Linked DNA regions of Mus musculus: region 2 is linked to region 1. Evidence: chromatin contacts called from public Hi-C data. All regions are on one chromosome and are shown on one strand. The core of a region is the stretch at or near the end of the contact, and the rest is flanking DNA. Distances in the headings are between cores, read along the strand shown. Region 1 has its middle 24 kb from the start of Gm22215. Region 2 overlaps Galm (galactose mutarotase).

The links. Hi-C and Micro-C count contacts between places; a contact is called where the count stands out from the background.
Region 2: a Hi-C map of bone marrow-derived macrophages shows a contact between it and region 1, with 72 read pairs. The contact joins two enhancer-like sites. A contact is called at or near these places in 1 of 39 promoter capture datasets (embryonic stem cells), 10 of 15 datasets of contacts at CTCF or cohesin (CD8 T cells, the G1E-ER4 cell line, the NIH/3T3 cell line and 4 more), 82 of 484 Hi-C or Micro-C datasets (the Ba/F3 cell line, the C2C12 cell line, CD4 T cells and 43 more), 22 of 115 datasets of contacts at active chromatin or transcription factors (CD8 T cells, T-cell acute lymphoblastic leukemia, bone marrow-derived macrophages and 9 more) and 1 of 9 other capture datasets (embryonic stem cells).

What each region holds. Positions count from the first base shown.
Region 1 is chr17:80,006,946-80,011,533 of GRCm38.p6, reverse strand. No RefSeq gene overlaps it. Among named protein-coding and RNA genes, the nearest start is that of Gm22215, 24 kb to the left of the region's middle. Within about 2 kb of position 2,518, at least 44 of the 459 cell types and tissues checked have an H3K27ac peak or open chromatin away from gene starts, as enhancers often do. A contact at or near this core is called in bone marrow-derived macrophages, where this site is marked.
Region 2 is chr17:80,178,098-80,182,685 of GRCm38.p6, reverse strand. It overlaps Galm (galactose mutarotase), which reads right to left. Exons shown (of 7, transcript NM_176963.4): 5 at 984-1,125. Among named protein-coding and RNA genes, the nearest start is that of Gm51284, 15 kb to the left of the region's middle. Within about 2 kb of position 2,500, at least 1 of the 459 cell types and tissues checked has an H3K27ac peak or open chromatin away from gene starts, as enhancers often do. A contact at or near this core is called in bone marrow-derived macrophages, where this site is marked.

The sequences.
Region 1 (4,588 bases), core at 1,269-3,768:
TCCCTTTGGCATCTCTCTGGCCAAGGATAAGAGCTGGACTGCCTCTGGGGTGCCTGCTCTAAACTCACTGACCAACTTCTGTCTCCTGTTCTCATCACGGCTCCAGCTACTGCACAGAAGAGGCAAAGGCATAGCTAACAGACAGAAAGGGGAGTCCTAGGGCCGGATAGGCAGCTCTTGCAGTCCAAAGCAGCTCCTGGCCCCTGTGGCACACCAGAGCCTGCTGGATCTGTTGTACACCAAGCTCAGAGTGAAAAAAAAAACAGACCAAAAAGAAGCCTTCAACTTAGAGTTACGTTAAAATTTTTATTTTCTGTGGTATTGAGCTTGGGGATGTAACTTGTGGCAGAATGACTGACATGCATAAAAGCTTGAGGTTCAAGCGTTTTGTTTTTGGTTTTTCGAGACAGGGTTTCTCTGTATAGCCCTGGCTGTCCTGGAACTCACTTTGTAGACCAGGCTGGCCTCGAACTCAGAAATCTGCCTGCCTCTGCCTCCCGAGTGCTGGGATTAAAGGCGTGCGCCACCACGCCCGGCGAGGTTCAAGCTTTAATAACATTCTCACACACACACACACACACACACACACCCAGCATACACACATACACCCAAACCACAGAGACATATACACACATATACTATACATACATACATATACATACACACAGTCACACACAATACACACACACACACACACCATGCATGCACATATACCCACATACACACACACTCACACACCATACACACAAATACACACATCATATACATACATACACACACACTCACAGAAAGATACACACACACACACACAAACATATACACACTCACATACAAGTTTGTTAGGCAAACTATTCTACCACTGTACCCCTAGCCCTAAGTTAATTGTGTGTGAGTGTGTGTGTGTGTGTGTGTGTGTGTGTGTGTGTGTGTGTTTTACGGAGGATAAGAAGCCTTGTAAGTCTCCTGCATCTGTGGCTGTGGAGCCTCTCCGAACCTTTTATCCATGCTTGCCCTTGGATTAGAAAGAATCCCTTTCCCTTTGAAGCTTCCATCTCAGGACTAGAGGACTCTATGGATCACCTCCCAATTCTTCAACTTTCTGGCAAAACGCACGAGTGTTTTTAAACAACTCCTGTGGGTGTCTAAACCCAAAGCTCCAAGCCGCAGGGATAGAGAACACCTTTCCCACTGTATTATAGACCTTCCCGCTGCCTTTCTATTCAAGGTTGCTATACAAAGGTTTGACTTCAAGGCCTGAAACGAGCGCTCCCAAGTGCTGCCGCATAGCGGACCAGACAGATGGGACAGTGTTTATGAGGTTGTCCTCCGTTACCTGACACCAGTCTCCACGGGAATTAGCAGAAAGCAACTCGAATTTCAGAGGACATATTTCTGTCTGAGGTCGAGCTCTCTTCTCTCTCCAAGGACCTGTACCACATCCTCCCACAAATAAGCCTTGTTATGTAATGACCTACACAGAAAGTACAGCTTCCCCGGGGATGCGCGGAGAACTGCGCAGCGCCTAAGGGGACAGCGAGGCTTCTAACAATTGAACAGGGCTCACTGCTGATCAGGAGCCAACCCCCCCCACCCCCACCCCCGTCTCTGCAGAGTGCTCTTTGGAACTGTTCTCTTCCTCCTTAGCTTTCCCTTGTGCATCTTGCAGTTTCTTCAATATTCAAGGTGGCCGCGCACAAAACCTACAGGCTCTCTCTCTGCCTCCTTTTGTCCTGGGCCTTTTACCCATAAACTCAGTGCTGCAGGTCGCCTCTTCATTCCATTCTCCTGGGACTGATCTTAGCTAGGGTTCTACTTCCAGTGCTTGTGTGCACCGCGCTATCTAATGTGGAAACGGACTCATTTAGTTATTTCCAAACCCGAGGAGAGAGGGCCAGAAGGGACCTCATGTTCCTTACCGAGGCCTCTGCATAGCGCCACATCCGTTCTCTGTAACTATGGATTCTGATATTGGGAACTTCCCATGAAAAGGGAGGTGGTTGGGGGGATAAGGAGTCATTAAGCACCTCAGATTATGTGTATTATACTGGACCAAAGTTCTCCATAAACTAAAACCGGAATTCGATGCTATCGTGCTCACAAACTCGAGCATTGGACTCTACATCCATGACTGAGACCAGTACTAAACTTGAGAATAAGTTCATGGACTACCTGAGGCCTGCTTAGTAATACTTCATGTTTTCTTTCGTTCCTCATTACACTAGCCATTGAAGAATGATATGTTTTAAGTATTTTATTTTGCTTTTAAAGACAAAGTCTTTCCACGCAATTCATAATGGCCCTGGAACTTGCTCTGTATGTAGTACAGGTTAGCCTCCTGCCTCAGCCTCAGCTCGGACTACAGATATGTGCCACACTCCCCCCTGCCCTCCGACTGAGTATGTGATAGTTTGAGAACTATTATGCTAGCTTTTTCTGTGGTATTAAACGCTGGCTCTCAGCCATTGAAACTCCAGTGTGTGTAACACTAACACCTGGCAAAGCGCCAACTTCCTAAATGCCTGCTGACAGTCATTTGCAAAGCATAGGAAGTGTTCTGTTGACTGTTAGAGTGAGGAGCTGGGAGACATAGGGCCTAGGTTTCTATTTTCAGCTCAGATACCAACGGAATAATAAACAACCACAGGGGGTTCCTTCCCTGAGGTCTTGAGACCAGGAATGAGGAAACATATAGAAACAAAGACGTTTCAAGTGCCCGACATTAATCCGCAGTCTTTCTGGAGAGCAGGGCTGTGATTTCTGGGTTTAGGGTTTTCACTAAGGTGAGAGGTGACAGGGCCTCCATTTCTTCATCTGTGAAATGCAGAGGTTGGCCTGGATGATCTCAAATGTCACTGGCCACTGGAGGATCAGGGACTTCAATCCTGACCTCTCTCCCAGGGTTTTGGCTTGTTCTTCCAGTTCTTCAGAGATCTGATTCTATTCTTCAGCCGGCAGCCTCAGTTTGGGCAGCCATTCTCTTTGATGTGTCTGAGGAGCTTGGGGAAAAAAACAGCAGGTCACAGAACATAGAACAGACAAAATCCGAGGCCACCTGTGGCAGAACCTTGGCAACCTTCCAGAGAAGAGGTGAGCATTTCAAAATCACATCTGTTATCAGGGAAAATTTACAATGTTTCAACTAAGCCCCATTGTGGGTTTTTACCTGCGAAAAGAGAAACAAAACCCAAACCATTCTTTTGAAGAAGACACTAGCTGACCTTCCATGCAGCATAGCATAGAGAAGAGGCTGCTCCAAGCTCCTGTCACTGTTGCTATTATTGTGTAAATATTGATCTTTATTATTTTAAAATTTGATCTTTATTATGTTTGAATTTAAAAAAAAAAGAAATAAAAGGAGAACATGACTGGAAATATAAGCTAGAAATAAAAGGAAATAAACAGCCAAAGGTAGAGACATCTGGCAAACTCCAGAGTGAACAGGCCATGCGAGGATAGGGGGAGGGGAAAAGGAGCAAGACGGGTGGCCTGCGGTAAGAGTCTGGCCAAGAGACTGGTGTAGCCAAAATGGCTGAGTTATATAGGTGCCAAAGGAACTATCCAGAGGGAAGCCGGGAGTTCGGGATAGAGGGACAGGTATGCTAGGCAGGAGGATACTATAACTATAACAGGTCGGGACCAAGGGATGCTGGGAGAACCTGGGGGCCAGCATCAGCTTTGAAGTGTGTTAATAAGTATGGTAGCTACTTGTGTGGGGTTTGAGCCTTAACAGTTTGTGTGTGTGTCTGTGTGTGTCTGTGTGTCTGTGTGTCTGTGTGAATGAATGCTGTGTGTCTGTGTGTGTGTGTGTGTGTGTGTGTGTGTGTGTGTGTGTGTGTCTGTGTGAGTGAATGCTGTGTGTTTGTTGCTCTGCCTCTCAGACCAGGCATGTATTAAAGGAGTCTGACAGCTTCATAGTAGTGTCTCCTTTAATACCTTTCTTTTAGTCCTAGGCAGAGACAAGCTGCTCTCTGAGTCGGAGGCCAGTCTATAGCACAAGCTCCAGGCCAGCCAGGGCTACATGGAGAAACCCTGTCATAAAAAACCCCAAAACCAAACCAAACCAAACCAAACCAAACCAAACCAAGCCAAGCATAAGTAATTTGGCAAATCGATGGTGTACAGTATCTCCTAGAGATACTGATCTTTCTTCCTTTGTACAAGAAAGACCATGTTTCATGTTCTAGGAGTATATTTCTGTTTAGGCCTCTCACAGGACTGGTCACATCTCGCGTGTGTGTTTGGTTTCAGACCCTGGGACAAGGGACTGAGGTGCATATTTTTGCACATCACAGCAGACCTGGCCTCCCAGCATCCCTCACTCGATGCCTGGCATACCCTGCCCCTAACCCTGAACTTTCCAGCGCAGGGGCTAGGCCGCCCTTCCCCAAGATGTTCTTCTCTATATAATCCAGAGACTTGGTTTCCTCCATTCTCTCTCTCTCTCTCCTCTCTCCTCTCTCTCTCCCCTCTCTCTTTGCCTGCTCGCTCTTTCTTTTTCTCTTTTCCTACCTCCCCTCCCTTCCCATAGCAACTTCCCTGACCTTCGGGCCAGTGAACTCACCCACCCTAGAGCAGCCTCCAAGTACAA
Region 2 (4,588 bases), core at 1,251-3,750, 170 kb before region 1:
AGACATATGCCTGTCTCTAACTCCTGAGTGCTAGGATTAAAGGCCTGTGCCAACACTGCCTAGCCTGGGTTTGTACTTCTTTTTTGTTTTTTGTTTTTTGAGACAAAGTTTCTCTGTATAGCCCTGGCTGTCCTGGAACTCAATTTGTAGACTAGGCTGGCCTCGAACTCAGAAATCCGCCTGCCTCTGCCTCCTGAGTGCTGGGATTAAAGGCGTGTGCCACCACGCCCGGCTTGGGTTTGTACTTCTTGTCAAAGGGATATAAAGGCCTGTGTCACACAGTCTTAAGCCAGTAGGCAAATCATATAGAAATCATGTAAAGTATGTTGTTGGACTGGTGAGATGGCTCTGCCAATACAAGCTTGAGAATACATTTCTGAAAGATATTCTCTCTCTCCCCCTCCCTCCCTCAATCCCTCCTTCTCTCTTTCCCACCCTCCCCCTAATACACACTAATAATATAACAAAAAAATTTAAAAGCAAAATACATTGTCAAACAAGAGGCTGGAGAAAAATGTTTCGGAAGAGGAGGCCCAGGATCTGAATCAATGGGGAGACGGTGGGAAGCGCTCCTTGGGTAGGGGTGGGGAGGACAGGAGCCTGATGTACACACAAGGAAGGTTTCCTGAGCAGGGGAGCCTAAGAGGCCCCTGTTCCCAGAGCTCCAAGGAGGAAAGGTACAGGAGGAAAGGACCAAGGGCTCTGGAGTTTAGAGAAGGCAGGGGGACCAGAACAGGAGATTTGGGCCTCAGAGAATTAGAGAAAAGGGGCTTATAGTCTAAGCAGAGATGAAAAGCCAGGGAGCATTCTGGGTAAGGTGACAGGAAGGATGTGAGGTTGGGGGAGGACGGAGCCTACAATGGGGTGTGGCATTTGACCTCTGTTCCCGTTAGGCGCTATTGAAACCGCCACAGGGAATGCTCCTCAAAATAAGACCTGCAGTTTCTCCTCCCATGGAGAGACACTAAGAACCAAGTCCCAACCTTGCACAAAACTTCTTTTCTTTTGACTCCTTCAGACAGAAATTATGGTCGAAACCATGGATGTGGTAATCCTGCAGGTGTGTTCCAAGCTCCACTGGCTTTCTCAGGTCGAAGGCAGTTCCTTCCACTGGAGCAATGACTCCTGGGAAGAGATTGGAGAAGACAAAGGTGGTTACAACCAAGACCAACGCTTTGGATACGCTGTCCTCATGACACTGGTTCGATTCTCTCAGCCTTTCTTTCAATTTGTAGAAAAGATGGGAGCCTGGATCCCAAGGATGGGAATGAGCTGTTGGGTTCCCTGATCAGAATACAGAATTGGTTGCCAAATGCTGCATCTAAAACAACGTAACATGGACAAAAGGGGTGGGCTGTAGCTCTATTGGCAGAGTGCTTCCAAAGGACATAAGAAACGCTGTGCTTAATTCCCTAGAACCGCAAACAACTAACTACATGGGGCATTCTACATCGTACCAGCACATAGGAGGTGGAGGCAGGAGGATCAAAAGTTCAAGTGTGCTGATTGTGGTGGCACACATCTTTAATCCCAGCACTCAGCAGGCAGAGAGGCAGGAACTCTGGGAGTTCCAGGACATCGAGGGCTATGCAGAGAGACCCTGTTTCAACCAAAACAAATAAGACAGACAGACAGACAGACAGACAGACAGAGATCTTGTCTCTAAAACAAACACAACCCATAAAAGTACTTAAACAAAAATTCTAAGTTGGGGAGATGGTTTAGAGAGGTCCTGAGTTCAAGCCTTCGGAACCCATATAAAACTGGATTCAGTAGCATTCCATGTTGGCTAAGTTTCCTCTACCATAGGACACAGCTGAGGCTTTTTTATGGTCTCAGCTATGGTAAAATGTTTGTCTTGTTTGGTTTTTGAGACAGGGTCTCTCTATACCAGGCTAGCCTCTTCCTCTCATGCTAGGACCAAAGGTGTAGACCACCATGCCCTACCCATGTTCCCTTTTGAGGCAGTGTCTCTTACTGGCCTGGACTTGACTAGTCTAGACTGGCCCAGTGAGTGCCAGGGTCTATGAGTTCTGCCTGCCCAGTCCTGTGCCATTTTGACTGTTTTGTTTTTTGTTTTTTCCTCTGTATATTGCCCCCCACCCCCAGGCTTCCTATTCCTTCTTGGGAGAGCCAACCCTGCCTTCCTTTTCACAACTCTTAGTCTTAGGTTTCTTTTTTATTTCCATATTTTTTTATTGGGTATTTATTTCAATTACATTTCCAATGCTATCCCAAAAGTCCCCCACTCGCTCCCCTACCCACCCACTCCCACTTCTTGGCCCTGGCGTTCCCCTGTACTGAGGCATATAAAGTTTGCACGACCAATGGGCCTCTCTTTCCACTGATGGCCGACTAGGTCATCTTCTGATACATATGCAGCTAGAGACACGAGCTCTGGAGGGGTATTGGTTAGTTCATATTGTTGTTCCACCTATAGGGTTGCAGATGTTTCTATCCCTTCGAATAGAAGGTAAATGCGCCTGCTTCCCAGGAGGTGGCGCTAGAAGCACAGGAGCAAGCACATCTGCTGTGCACGTGCCAATCAGTCCTCTGCATCCTGATTAGTTCTGGGAGAATTAGTAGCTAATTTTGGATCTCAAAGGCCAAATCCTAGATGGTGGGGATCCACTGGGTACATGGTGGGGATCCACTAGGTATATACATATATATATATATATATATATATATTTTTTTTTTTTTTTGTAGCATTTAAGTATACTCAAGTCAGTTTGTGGAGAAGCTTACCAAGATACATGTGGCCATCTTAAGTTTCTATATTTCATTCTTTTTGCAAAATATTTATCAAGGTTTTCACTATACAATTGTTCAATTGTCATTTTGGTTTTGGAAGTCCTTTATTGTAAATCACACACATATAATATTTAAAACACACATGTGTCTTATGTTATATTTATGTTATATGTGTTTATATTATTTATCTATAATTATAGATATATCTATACTTATCTCTATCTAGCTATGCCTATCTCTTTATATCTGTCTATAATTATAATAGACACAGTCTATAATGTAATTAATTAACTAATAGTTAATTATATACTATCTATCGTGTAGTATTATGCTCTGACTTTTCAGTAATTCACTATGAAGAACAGGCTGGCCTTGAACTCACAGAGATCCTATGGCCTCTATTTTCCAGTGCTGGGATGAAGGGTGTTCACTGCCATGGCTGACTGTAGAGATGATTTTTCTGTCTGAGGACAGACAGCAGCCGTGATGGTCATTCTTTATCTCTATGTATTCGGGATACATTTCATTTCTCCTTGAGATAGAGTTTTCCACTTTCTGGACTTCTGGGTAATTTTTTTCCCCAAAGATTTATTTATTTATTATATGTAAGTACACTGTAACTGTTTTCAGACACCCCAGAAGAGAGCATCAGATCTCATTATGGGTGGTTGTGAGCCACCATGTGGTTTCTGGGATTTGAACTCAGGACCTTCGGAAAAGCAGCCAGTGCTCTTAACTGCTGAGCCATCTCTCCAGCCCCTGGTAATGTTTTTATTATTTCTGTGGTGACTGGTGGGCCTCTGATACAGCAGCAAACCTGAAGACAGACTTTCTTTACAATGAACCCTGTGAAATTATGGAAGAGTTGGAGGGCAGCCCGCTGATTTCACAGCCTGTGAGTCACAGGGTTCAGGACTCTCTTCTGTCAAGGAATCTTTTTTGTTTGTTTGTTTGTTTTGTTTTGTTTTGTTTTTTTGAGACAGGGTTTCTCTGTGTAGCCCTGGCTGTCCTGGAACTCACTCTGTAGACCAGGCTGGCCTCGAACTCAGAAATCTGCCTGCCTCTGCCTCCCAAGTACTGGGATTAAAGGCGTGTGCCACCCGGCCTGCCAGGAAATCTTATTAGTAAACATGTGGCTTCACGCTACCCAGATGTCTGCTGTGGGACAACTTCTTGCTGCCCATCATTATCCCGGAGTCAGGTTGCTTCTGTCTGTCTGCTTTTATTATGCACCAATTGTGTGGCCAGACGCCTCCCAGACTGATCACAAAGATCTACAAATGTTGGATATTGTATGTATTTGGGGCTACGTGTGCATGGGTGCTCATACCATGTTGGGAGACGAGAACGAACGGCTTGTGGGGCCAATTCTCTCTCCAATCGGAGGGATTCAAACTCTGGTACGAGTCTTCACGGTCCCTGTGATGGCCTTGACTTTGAACTTGTGCTCCTTACCAAGCCTAACTTCCAAGGCATCCTTATGAAACTCACGAGCTTGGGATGAGTTCTAGTTCCGCCAACCTATATCCTGTGTGTCATCTTATATTACACCTTTTCCTGTTTACATTTCACCCTTTCTGAAAGCCATACTTGACTTACAGTCTTACCTTGTGACAGGCCTAATTGCTCCAGGTGTGTCAAAACTGCCTATAAATACTTCTCCACAAGGTATACATAGGAGACTGTAAGATATAAAAGCAGCCACGGAATTTCACGACAGGGCACACTGCAGGCCTGCTTCGCCGATATTGAGCAAACTGCAGGTCTGCCGCCTGTCGTGGAGCTGCCGTCACGTGCTGCGTACATGTTGTTGCGTTACATACGACACGGATGT